Linked DNA regions of Mus musculus: region 2 is linked to region 1. A link is a contact called in public Hi-C data. All regions are on one chromosome and are shown on one strand. Each heading gives the region's core, a stretch centred on a gene start, on an enhancer-like site or on the middle of the called end of the contact. The rest is flanking DNA. Distances are from core to core; before and after follow the strand shown. Region 1 has its middle 48 kb from the start of Thap1. Region 2 has its middle 30 kb from the start of Gm31843.

Region 1 (5,777 bases), core at 1,231-3,730:
CTCCTACCCATTCGCGAATTCATTTTCAATGTCAGCTTGCCACAATTTAGAATTACCTGAGCAGGGAATGCAACCTCAGGTTGTCTGTGGGCCTGCCTGTGTGGTTTCATTTTTCGCTTCTTTTCTTGGGGTATCGAGGGACTTCTGCATACCAGGTCCTTGGGGTGTCAGGACCCTGATGCACACTGGATGGGTGTACCTCAGGCAGGGAAGGATGGAGTAGCGCCGAGTTCAGAGGTCAGCGTTTTCCCTTGGGGTGTCTGGACCCCTGGTACACACTGAGCGGGAAAGGATGAACCGATGCCTAGAAAGCGTGGGTCAGCAGGATCTGGGTCTGATAGTGAATGCCGAGGGGAGGAGGTCTCCTTGGAAGATTTCAGTGTTATAGCTCTTCAGTGTTACGACTCTCTTAGACAACAGTCAGCAAAACAGCTTGTACACTTTATTGGGGGTGAACAAGGACTATATAAACCCCGGAAAGTGGGAGGGGTTCTTCTTAGGGTGAAGTTTCATTGGCTGAAGTTTAAGGTTCTGGGGATACCCCATTTGCATGGAGAGGCGTTCCAGGAAGTTGAACCTGTAATTTCCGCCAAGGATTACATGACAATCCTCAGGTAGTGGGGGTTGAGTCTCTCTCTCTCTCTCTCTCTCTCTCTCTCTCTCTCTCTCTCTCTCTCTCTCTCCCTCTCCCTCTCCCTCTCCCCCCCCCCCCCCTCTCTCTCTCTCTCTCTCTCTCTCTCGACAGGGTTTCTCTGTGTAGCCCTGGCTGTCCTGGAACTCACTCTGTAGACCAGGCTGGCTTCGAACTCAGAAATCTGCCTGCCACTGCCTCCCAAGGGCTGGTGCCTGTGCTACCACTGCCCCGCTGTGAGTGGTGTCTTATGGAAAGAGCCCAAATACAACAGGACACGGAAGAAGGAAGATTATTCACCCTCGGCGGAGGTCCTTCTCACCGCTGTGTTAGATTACTGTGTTGGTGCTGCTTCTGATTTCTTCTCCGATACTAGAATCAGGGTTTCTAGGTTTCCAACATGGACCTGGACCAGTGACTCTCCGGGAAATTTCCAGGCCCTTGGAGCCAGATAGGGACTGTTGAGACCCGGAGCCTCACGGACTCAGCGACAGCTGGGTTCTTGGTCTCTCAGGTGTGAGACAGCTGTTGTTTGGACTACTTTGACTAAATTGTGTAAGATGATTTAATGGGTCATTTTTAATGCATCTATCTACCCATCTACCTTATTTAAAAAAAAATCAATTTCATTCTTTAGAGAACCTGACCAACACACCAACCTAGCTCTACTAGCTGTACTCAGAAACACCGTGACAAAGGGAGAATGAGGGTAAAACAAAACCATGAAACCTCAGGGAACCAAACATGGTCTGTGGGCTACTAACAGCCGAAGTCAGACCTGGAGCGGATATATGAGACCCTGTTTCAAAAAGGAAATAAAAGGAAAGAAAAGAAAAGAAAAAAAAAAGAAAAGGACTAGCCTAGTGTTTTAGTAACATCCAGAAACACGTACAAAACATTTACTCCTTTAAAACAAAACGTGCCTTTTATGAGGTATTTTTTAATTGGATATTTTCTTTATTTTTATTTCAAATGTTATCAAATGTTCCTCTCCAGGAAACCCCCTAACCCAGCCCTCTGCCTCTATGAGGTTGCTCCCCCACCCACCCACCCACTCCTACCTTCTCGTCCTGGCATTCTCTGATACTGGGGCAACGAACCCCCACAGGGTCAAGGGCCACTCCTTCCCCTGATGTCCAGCAAGGCCATCCTTTGCCACATACCCGGCTGGAGCCATGGGTCCCTCCATGTGTACTCTTTGGTTGGTGGTCCAGCTCCAGGGTCTGGCCTGTTGATACTGTTCCAACCCCCATGGGTCTGCAACTCCCTTCAACTCCTTCCATCCCTTCTCCAGCTCCTCCATCAGGAACCCCTTGCTCAGTCCAATGGTTGGCTGCAAGCATCCGCCTCTGTATTTGCCAGGCTCTGGCAGAGCCTCTCAGGAGACAGCCACATCAGGCTTCCATCAGCATGCACTTCCTGGCATCCACAATAATGTCTGGGTTTGGTGGCTGTATAGGGGATGGTTTCTATGTGATCTGCAAGAAGCATGAGTCACCAGGTAATTGTAGAATGGATCAGATAAATTACTACCGGACATGTTTCCATGCGATATTTGATGAGAGCCTTGGTGCTCATTGCATTGGCATGGATTTGTTAATTAAAAAAAGTTGCTCGAGGATTGAGTCAGGTGGTAAAATTAACAAGGAAGGCTTTCAGCATGACGCAAAGCTCGAGCCACATTTGGGCGATTAGAAATTAAGGCAAGCCGGATTGAGGAAAAGCTTAGATTGGCTCGCTCTCAGGTGAAATTTATCTGGCAACCGATAAATCATCCTGGCTCCACCTAAGCCGCGGCTCTTCTGGAAGAGGCCCATACAGGACAGGCACTGTAAAGACTGGTTTATGGCTCAAGTATTTGGTGCATTTTAACATGTCTTGGAAACGGAGATGTCGTTCAGTGTGGCAAACAACCACATACCTGTGTGAAAGCAAAGCAAAGCAAAGCAAGGCAAACATAACAATACGTGCTCACACCGCAGTGTTCAGTGACTCTGGCAGGATGCACTGTGGGCTTTATGAACGCGTAAGAGTGAATATACAGAAGCCTAGGGAAAGGTCATTGGTATTTTTGGAGCAATAAATCAAGTATGGAGAGATTTGCATTTTGGCTGTAAAACATGCAGCCCTGGATTAGAGGGAGAGAATACTTTTGAAGTAATATTTCTCTCCTGACTTGTTTTATTAGCTTCCTTTAAACATGTTACATTATTGCTTATAGAATTTCATTTACTCGGATTGGCAGCTTGATAAATATGTCTATTGGCGATGATTTGGATTGCTCTGGGCATTAATATTATTAAATCCTGTCACGAGGAAATGTCTGAAAGATGACTTACTGTAAAGATTGCAGCGCGGAATAAATCATCCAGTGGTATTTGTTACCATTTATGGCCTCTTGGAGCTGAGTCAATCCCTTTTTATGTTGCATTATTTTTCAAGTTTTTATAGCTTTACATTATATATTGCTGTCAGGAATGAACAGATGGGGTGTCGAACATGAGCTCTCTGCATAATTCCCACTCTCGGGTTATTGGTATGAAGGGCAAGAGCAGGGCTGTGTGTTCTGGAGCTGGAAGGAGAGGAATGATGTGGGAAGCGGCTTTGAGGAAAGGGATCTCTTTTGCCAGGGTTCAGGCCATCTCCCTTAGCTGGTGGGACCCCTGATTAGTGCTCTACCTGTTTGGGCTTCGACCAAGACAAGGGGGGGGGTAGAAGAAAAGTGTCTTAGTGACAAACGGGACACCTAATTGTCCCCCATTCCGAAGGCTCAGGGACCATCATGGAAGAAGGGGGCAGAAAGCTTACAGGAGCCAGAGGTCAGTCAGGGAGGACTGGAGTGAAATAGTGTCTCCTGGACATGGCAGGACCCTTGTACTCATAGCTCACAGCAGCTGTGGCTGCCTGCACAAGACTAGTACATGATCAGGCCAGTCGACACTCTAGCCTGGAGTCCCATGTCAGAATGAGACCCCCCCCCAACTCCTAACTGGGGGGTGACTGGCAGTTGATGGCTCCTAGGGGAGGTAGAATCAGTTTTCTTCAAGGGTGTGGCTCTTAGTATTTGACCATGCTCTGTGGATGGTCTCACAGACGTGAATATGGGCATCCCAAATTGGACTTGACCGGCCATGATGATGATGATGATAACATAAAGTTGGGAGGGGCTGAGGAAGTCAAAATGGATCTGGAAGGAGTTACGAGAAGTAATGGGGAATGAATATGATTAAAATACAAAGAATTAACAAAAGTATTTTATTAAATTAATAAAATTTTTCTATGGCTGTATTCATCTCCACCGAACCAACAGATGCCTAATGCAGTTTAAATGCCAGTTGCTCCCTTAAGACAGGATTTCTCTTTGTAGCTCTGGCTGCCCCGGAACTCACTTATGCAGACTATGCTGGCCTTGAACTTAGAAACTGGCCTGTCTTTACCTCTTAAGTGCTGGGATGATTAAAGGCATGCACCACCACTACTCAGCTCTTACCATCAACCCTAAAGAAAGACAATGAGTTCATGCAGGTGATGGGTACCTAGGAGAAAAGGAAGCAAGCTCTCAGGCCTTATACCCTCTATAGACTTCTGCCCTTGTGAGGCTTAAACTACCCTGGTGTGTGAGGCAGCTGCCTGAGTGTCCCACTAGCCCTCTGGAGGCTCTTGATGTCTTGTGATCACTTAAGAGTTAAAGCAGGAGAAAGCTAGCCAATGTTTTAGAGGAGAAGGAGTGTGAGTTTACTTTCCCTAGTCACCACTGCATTCATTGTGAATAGTGTTGCAAAAACAAAACAAAACAAAACACGGAACAAAAACTAAACAACAACAAAATGAACAACAACAACAACAAAACCAAAACCAAAAAAAAAAAAAGAAAAAAGAAAAAAAAAAAAAAAGAAAAGAAAACACCAAAAAAACAAAAACACAAAAACCAAATCAAAACACAAAAAACACCTTCGTTTATGGAAAGCCCCAAATTCATTGTGTGGTGTCTTGGGAGTTTTGACGAATTTACTTAATAATTTCCCATCATCATACAATATGGAGCAAAGTATGTTTTCCCTCTTGTAGACTTAGATTTTTTTTTAAAAAAAACTTCCTTAATAAGGGTTCTGAAACACTTCAATTCCCCTGTTAGCCCACAATCCAAAGTTAGGGCAAAAAATATGGTAAGACAAGGGGATGTGGACCTGTTGACAAGTAGTTTTTTTGAGGCAACTCCAGTCTCCGTTGGTCAGGATACCAGCAGCCCAGTTTAGTTGTGTCAGGACACCAAACACGAATCAGCAGCAATGGCATGATCCAGCAGAAACAGCCAGGCCTCCGCTGAATCCACACGAGTCAGCTGGAACAACTTGAATCAGCTGGGATGCCAGGAGACGTTCTCTCCAGTGCCTCTCTCAATGAAGACTGGAGACTGATGAATTGTGGCAAAGATAGCTATGCAAGCACACTGTCATACTCTCTCCCAACATCACGAGTCCTCCCACAGGTCTTGCCTCCACCAAACACCATGCCATGACTCTATCACCTGACATATCCAAAAACTTCCACTTCATCCTGTGTGCCTAAGGATGTTGCTGCAACAAGCTAAAATACACAACACCTACTCACACACACAGGTGTACTTATGGTTTAGTAGCCCCTATACTCATTGAAGATGAGTGTTTGGCTCATCAGAATCTCTCCCTCAGCTCTGTATTTGCCTGAGTTTCTCAATTGCTGGTTCCCCACTCTTCATCACCAGATCCCTAAGTGTCAAGTGCTCCCTTGCTCTGCCATCTCAGAATGTTGTTACCAGTGAACCTGTGATCTGTATATAATATGAACTTCTGCAGAGACCTCCTCTCCCATAGCACCACTGAACCCTTTGTCCCCATTGTGTCTTCTGAGTCACGCCCGAAGGCCATCCATATAAGTCTTGTTTATATTGATTTGTCACAGTCGGGTGGAGATGCCATCAGATCATGCTCATGGAAGTCTCAGTATGTGCCAGTCACCTGGTAGTAGTTCCCAGGATGCCTTTCCTCTGTGGTCTCTTTGTCTAGAAGCTCAGAAAGTTTTCTGTCCCTAAGCCAGAGGTTATATGTACAGACTCGTGAGTTTCAGATCCCCGACAAGTTGATAAAGGCTTGGCTTAACAAGTCAT
Region 2 (5,777 bases), core at 2,219-4,718, 150 kb after region 1:
AACACAGTTCCTCAGGTTGTGGTGACCCCTAACCGTAAAATGATTGTCTTTGCTACTTTGTAACTATGACTTTGCTACCATCATGAGTTATAATGTAAATATTTAGAAAGACAGGCTTGCCAAAGGGGTTGAAAGTTGCTGCCCTAGACTGATACATAAATAACTCTTACCATGATGGGCTCAGACCACTGGCTAATGCATGTGGGTATCAGCCAGTATTTTCCAAGCTTCCATAATTGTCTTAGGGATCGGTACCCCAAATCAGTATGTCTTTTATCATCATCTTTTGTACCTTGGTGAATCTTGGGCTGGTAAATTGTCCAGTGGCTCAAAGACAAAGCAAGTAATTTCTGAGTGTCCCGACCTTGCCCCAGGCCTCCTGGACTTAATTCTATTAGCCTGAATCTATTCCTTGCGCATAATCTCAGAATCGGGCACAGTATTTTCCTGTGTTACTTACTGTCAGGATTGCAATTCCCATTATTATTTTATAAATCAGGGCTTTTACCCTAACAATGCAGAGGGCCAGTTTTGGTGGTGATTGTACTCTAATGGACCAATCTGGCCGCAATTGCGATATAAATAGACGAAAGCACTTGGTTAATTTCTACAGAAATTAGGATAGCAGCAAGAGCAAATATTGGATGGAGGGAGACAGCATCCACTTAGGCTGCAAGCCAAGGTCTTTAGAAGAGCACGGATTAGAGGCTAAATTCCAAATTTAAAACCTTCTGCTAACGGCTCACTCAGTTTCACCCACCTCTCTCCATGAAGGGCTTGGACCCAGAGATCAACAGATGGTGGAACCGTGTGGCACTTCCCTTTTGCCGGAGGCATCTCAGAGACCCTGGGCAGCCCGAAGGAAAAGGCGAAGCCTACTGTATACGGGGTTCACCTACAAACCTAGCACCCTGTGTTGGGAGGTGAGGCAGGCTTTTTTTTTTTTTTTCCTTTTTTAGTGACTGCCACTTCTATGGTGCCTGGTAAGGCTAGCTGCAGGGCCCTTTGGAGGGCTCTTTAAGGTCATAATGCAGAAGACTGTCACCTGCGATGGGACACTGAAACACCAAGACTACAGCCCCTCACAGGCCATGAAAAGCACAGGCTACCGCTTGGGTTGTTGGCCAAATATGGAGAAATTACCAGGGGCCTAACAAGCAGCTTAATGGGTGTAGTCCATTATTACAGGCCAGGGCCATAGGAGGCTTCCATGAAATGTATTTGGGGTGGAATTTTTTTTTTTTTTATCATTCCAGCAGCTACACAGGAGAAAAGGGGGTCACACCCAGAGGATCTGATCTGGTTTTTCTAAACTGGTCTAAGTTCTCCTGTTTAAACAGCCAAGTCAGCCCTAGTAGGCAGCAATGTATTGATTTTTTTTTTTGGCACTGCCAGAATCAATCTGAACAAAGCCATTCAGCGCTACGTAGAAGCCAGCTGAACTCAGACAAGCAGGGTGGACTCTTTCTGTTAAGCTCTTGAGCAATCAGCAAAATGGCTTCGATGCTGTCTCCACTGAGGAAATTACATATATAACTGTAACCCCCTGCTTTCAATTTCATCCCAGTTCCTTACATCCCCCTTACTTCTACCTCTATACTCCTGAGCCCCTGAGAAGATGGCAGCAGGTAAGAATACAGGGTGATGAGAGGCTCTTGTATGCACTGTCAAAAGTCTCTTTCGGTAGGATTATGAACCCCTGACCTCTGACCCAGGGTTCAAAGGCAGATTGATTATTTCCTTGAATAAAATTGATTGTCCGGTTGTACATTATATGGATATTTTAAGACTTTCCCGACTAATACTATCTGACCATCAGCTTACCCCCTCGCCTCTTGATAGTCATAGACCTTTCTAGGTGGATCCATGCTGACCGTTAAGACAGTTTTGGCTTTTTCCTTCCCTGCTCCCTGTGGTAATATCTGGGTTTATCATGTAATATTTCTCAGAACTCCCCGAACATTGGTTGACCCAGAAGGCCAGTAGAATGTAGTATTAACATCCTCAGGGGTAGTTAAGTTGCTTTTATGTAGCTGTGACCAAAAAACCCATGAGAACAACTCACCAGAGGGGAAGAAGGGGGAGCTTTCTGGCTCACAGTTATGTGGTCTTATGTGCTTTGGCGGAATATCGCAGTGGTAGGAGAATGCAGCAGAGGGACCTCTTCGTCACAGGAAGGGACTGGGTGGAAGCCCTAAGGATCTGACCCCATGACCTACTTCCTGTAGCTAGGGCTCATTTCCTAAAGTGTCTAGAACATCTCAAAATACCACCAGTTGCTAGGGGTCAAGTGTCCATCAGATGTGCTCCCCGGGGGGGGGGGCATTTTGTATCTAAACTGTAACTGGGCAAGACAGGGCATTTCTAGCAGCTGTTTGTCTGTTGGCTGTCTATCCTCTCTATTTGGCAGTTTCCTCACCAAAGGTTCAACAGGCTTGAGGTGGGTGTCCTCTCAGGTCTCCCCTACTGCTCGTTTTTCGTGACACGCTCTGCTAAGGCTCTCCCAAGGCTCCCCCAACCCTCTTCCATCCTCTTCAGCAATTTTGTACCAACTCTGATGTTCTGACCAGCATGGTTTGACTTCTACAGAAACACCACCCTACCAGATAAGATGAAGTGCCCGGAGCTCTGTTAGAGTCAATTTTGTGCAAGGTTAATGTGATCTCCCTCATCCTGGCCATTGAAGTCCTGGCAATTCTAGATTCTTCATGCCCCAGGATGCCCTGTTGGTGCAAGGGTTAATACCACCTGTCAGAACCCCACGGGGATTGGACTGTGTCTGGAGGTAGTGAGTTTTAAACATCTCATGCTAGAAGACAGAACGTTTCTTTTACTTTAGCTTTTATTGGGACTTTAAACGTAGCCAAGGCATTAAAGAAAGAGGAAGGGGGAAAAATAAACTTGGAAAGCTTTTATACTTTTTGTAAAAAAAAAAAAATCATTTCTTTTTTTTTTTCTTTTTTTAACCATTACCCAAATCTCCTCCAAACACACAGACCCTACAGTATCCCTATTAAATTATATAGAGCGAGTCCAGCCCTTGACTGTCAGCGGGGCCCATCATTCCTAATTTATCGCCCCAGGAAACACAGTACAATTATGGTAATAAATAATAATAGGATTCAGTACATGACAACATGAATGATGGAGCCTCTCAGAATTCATTTACATTGCTTTGTGTTGCAATCATCGTGCCTCTAATGTAACGCCAAGCAAATGAGCCCCTTTGAATATTGTGCAATCTATCGCAAGTCAACTGGCACAAAACTCACTCAATAAATCATGTTCAAACACATGCCTGTAATGACAGGTAAATCAACAATGAAGTAATTGCATTTAATGTATTGAAATACTGGACAAAAAAAACCCAGTGACCTCAAAGTGACTTTTTGTAAAAGGTATGATATAGTTGCAGAGGGAGAGAGCTCTCCTTCCCGGGAGTCTTGCAGTGCTCAGATGCACACGCCATTGCTGAGGCTGCTGTCCCTGGGCAAGCCCTGATTTACTGCCTTCACTCCGCAGTGAACACCGGAGCAGGCTGCCAGACACTTCAAGAAGGTGTTTGCCAGCATGGATGAGAGAGTCACAAGCTCCAAGCAGCGCAACCTCTCCTCCACCCGGGCTGTCGCCCACTCAGAAAACCTTCTGAAGGGGGCAGGGAGAGCGCTGTGTCAGGAGCCAGAGGGATGTGGCTCCGCCCTGCTCCGGGACTCAACTAGATTGCTCTACAGCTTTAGCCAAGCTCTTCCGCCTTTCGGCCCTTTATGAAATGAAGCATCTGGATCGTCATGTCTGAAATTCACTGCAATTCTAACATTCTCTGAAGCTCTGATTCCAATTAGGGCGGGGGGTGGTGTCTTTGCTTTTAAGCGGAAAATAAAAATAATAAAAGCCTGGGCTCTTCTTGCCCCCGAGTGTCGGAGGCACTGGTTTGAATCAGCGTGCATCTCTTCATCATTGTTTCTGTCGCCGAGGACCTGTGTGCTTCTAATTTCTGTGAAACTTGGGCCCTGCCCCTTTCTGGGCAAGCAGACAAGTCTGAAAATAGGTCCCCAGGGGTTGTGTGGATGGATAACAGACAACATGGAAATGACAGCCTTCCCTACATTCCCCATCCTTTCCACCCCAGCTCCCCTCTTCCCAGGGACCATGTCAAAGAGAGATGAAGCAGAGCCTCTTCGAAGCCAAAGGCCACTTAAGAAACTTTTCCGCTCTTGTAGAAAACTCACTCTTGGCCGAAGGCTGCTCCAGATCAGCCCTGCCTGCAGTGTCTGTCCCTCCCCACCCCTGGCCCCTCTCAGTGGAGCCAGCTGGTTTTATATTGCTCTGCTATGAAGAAGGGGGATGACGGAGGAGGAAATCACACTACACTTTGAGGAGGAAGACCTGGCTAAGTTCAAGCTCGATGATTTACTTGAAAGGTGGCTTTATAGATGTCCCTTCGTAGTTTTGTCCACTGTTCCATCTGTAAAGCCATGGTGCTATTTTTGGTGGCTCCAACCAGGTTTTTGTAGGGAGTGTGACAGACAGATGCGAAATGGTCTTTGTTGGTTGTAAAACACAATATAAAACCAATTTTTTTTTATGATGATAAGGAAGGAAAAAATATCTGAGACAAGGGCTGCCCTCAAGTAACGCTTCTTACCAGAAAATTATCTTAGTTATTTAACTGGGTATTGTTCTCATCTGAAACTCCTATGGGGTGGGGATGAATAGAGGAGGAGCTATGAGGGTCTGGTCTGCATCATTCTTAACTTAGAAGCCCCTTGAGCAACAATAACCAGCATTTACTAAGTGCATTGATAAAGGATGTCTTTTCTCTCCTTGAGTAAATTATAATAAAATGCTGTAAGGAAGTTGCCATAAACATATTTGACATATCTCTCAAACACACTTGCCTGCTGCGTTCTCTCTCCTTGCTGAAATGGCATGTTTTCTTTCTTTTTGTTTGTTTGTTTAGGCTTCTCTACCCAAGGCCTCTACTGGAATGAAGCAATCACAAAGCCTTTAATTCCCACCCAGACGCCTTCCAAGATGAAACTGGGCCACAGTTTTCCCAGACAACAACAGTCCAGAAAAAGAAAGCTATCTCATTTCCAAGAAGGGGGGAGTCCAGGGAGCTGGACAAACTCACAAACATTCATGGTGGAGAAGGAAGGAAGTCATGGCTGACTGACCCATCAAAGCCCTTGAATAATTGCCGATGGGTTTCTTGGTATGATGTGCCCTAAACCATGCCACTCTCTTCTGTTTGTTGGTCCATCAAGAACTGCAAAGGTTGGCTCAGAGACCGCCTGCTACACTCTTCCACAGCTGTGTCCCTAGCTCCCACTCGATTTGACTCAGAAGATGTCAACTTGCAGAACAAAGGCTTAGTGAGCAGAGTTGGTGGATGGGGAGCAAAACTGAGGCCTCCCCCCCCCCCCCCCGGGGTGGGAGGGTAAGAGCCAGGAAGGTTCCAATCCTATAAAACTGTTACAAGTTTTAGGAGGTAAATTTGTTCCCTTAAGAAAGGAATATTGGGAATTTTGTTTGTTTGTTTGTTTGTTTGTTTTAGCTGATCTGAGGACCCAGGCAACTTTCTTCTGCGTGTCCAAACACTGTGAAGGATTCAATTTGGTCCTGCAGGAGAGTCCAACTGGTATTTGGCAGGAAAAAAAAAATCAAGATACCCACTCCCAACTTCTGAGGTTCAAAGGTCCCAACACCATAAGCAAGCTGAATTTAGGACTATGAGGTAGCGATCACCCTGTGGCCTAAGGCAAACTTAAACTGAT

What was found. Hi-C and Micro-C count contacts between places; a contact is called where the count stands out from the background.
Region 2: a contact with region 1 is called in a Hi-C map of the N1E-115 cell line, with 4 times the contacts expected there. The contact joins two enhancer-like sites. A contact is called at or near these places in 8 of 484 Hi-C or Micro-C datasets (the N1E-115 cell line, cortical neurons, embryonic stem cells and 5 more), 1 of 115 datasets of contacts at active chromatin or transcription factors (embryonic stem cells) and 1 of 9 other capture datasets (embryonic stem cells).

What each region holds. Positions count from the first base shown.
Region 1 is chr8:26,202,996-26,208,772 of GRCm38.p6, forward strand. No RefSeq gene overlaps it. Among named protein-coding and RNA genes, the nearest start is that of Thap1, 48 kb to the left of the region's middle. Within about 2 kb of position 2,481, at least 10 of the 459 cell types and tissues checked have an H3K27ac peak or open chromatin away from gene starts, as enhancers often do. A contact at or near this core is called in the N1E-115 cell line, where this site is marked.
Region 2 is chr8:26,348,638-26,354,414 of GRCm38.p6, forward strand. No RefSeq gene overlaps it. Among named protein-coding and RNA genes, the nearest start is that of Gm31843, 30 kb to the right of the region's middle. Within about 2 kb of position 3,469, at least 87 of the 459 cell types and tissues checked have an H3K27ac peak or open chromatin away from gene starts, as enhancers often do. A contact at or near this core is called in the N1E-115 cell line, where this site is marked.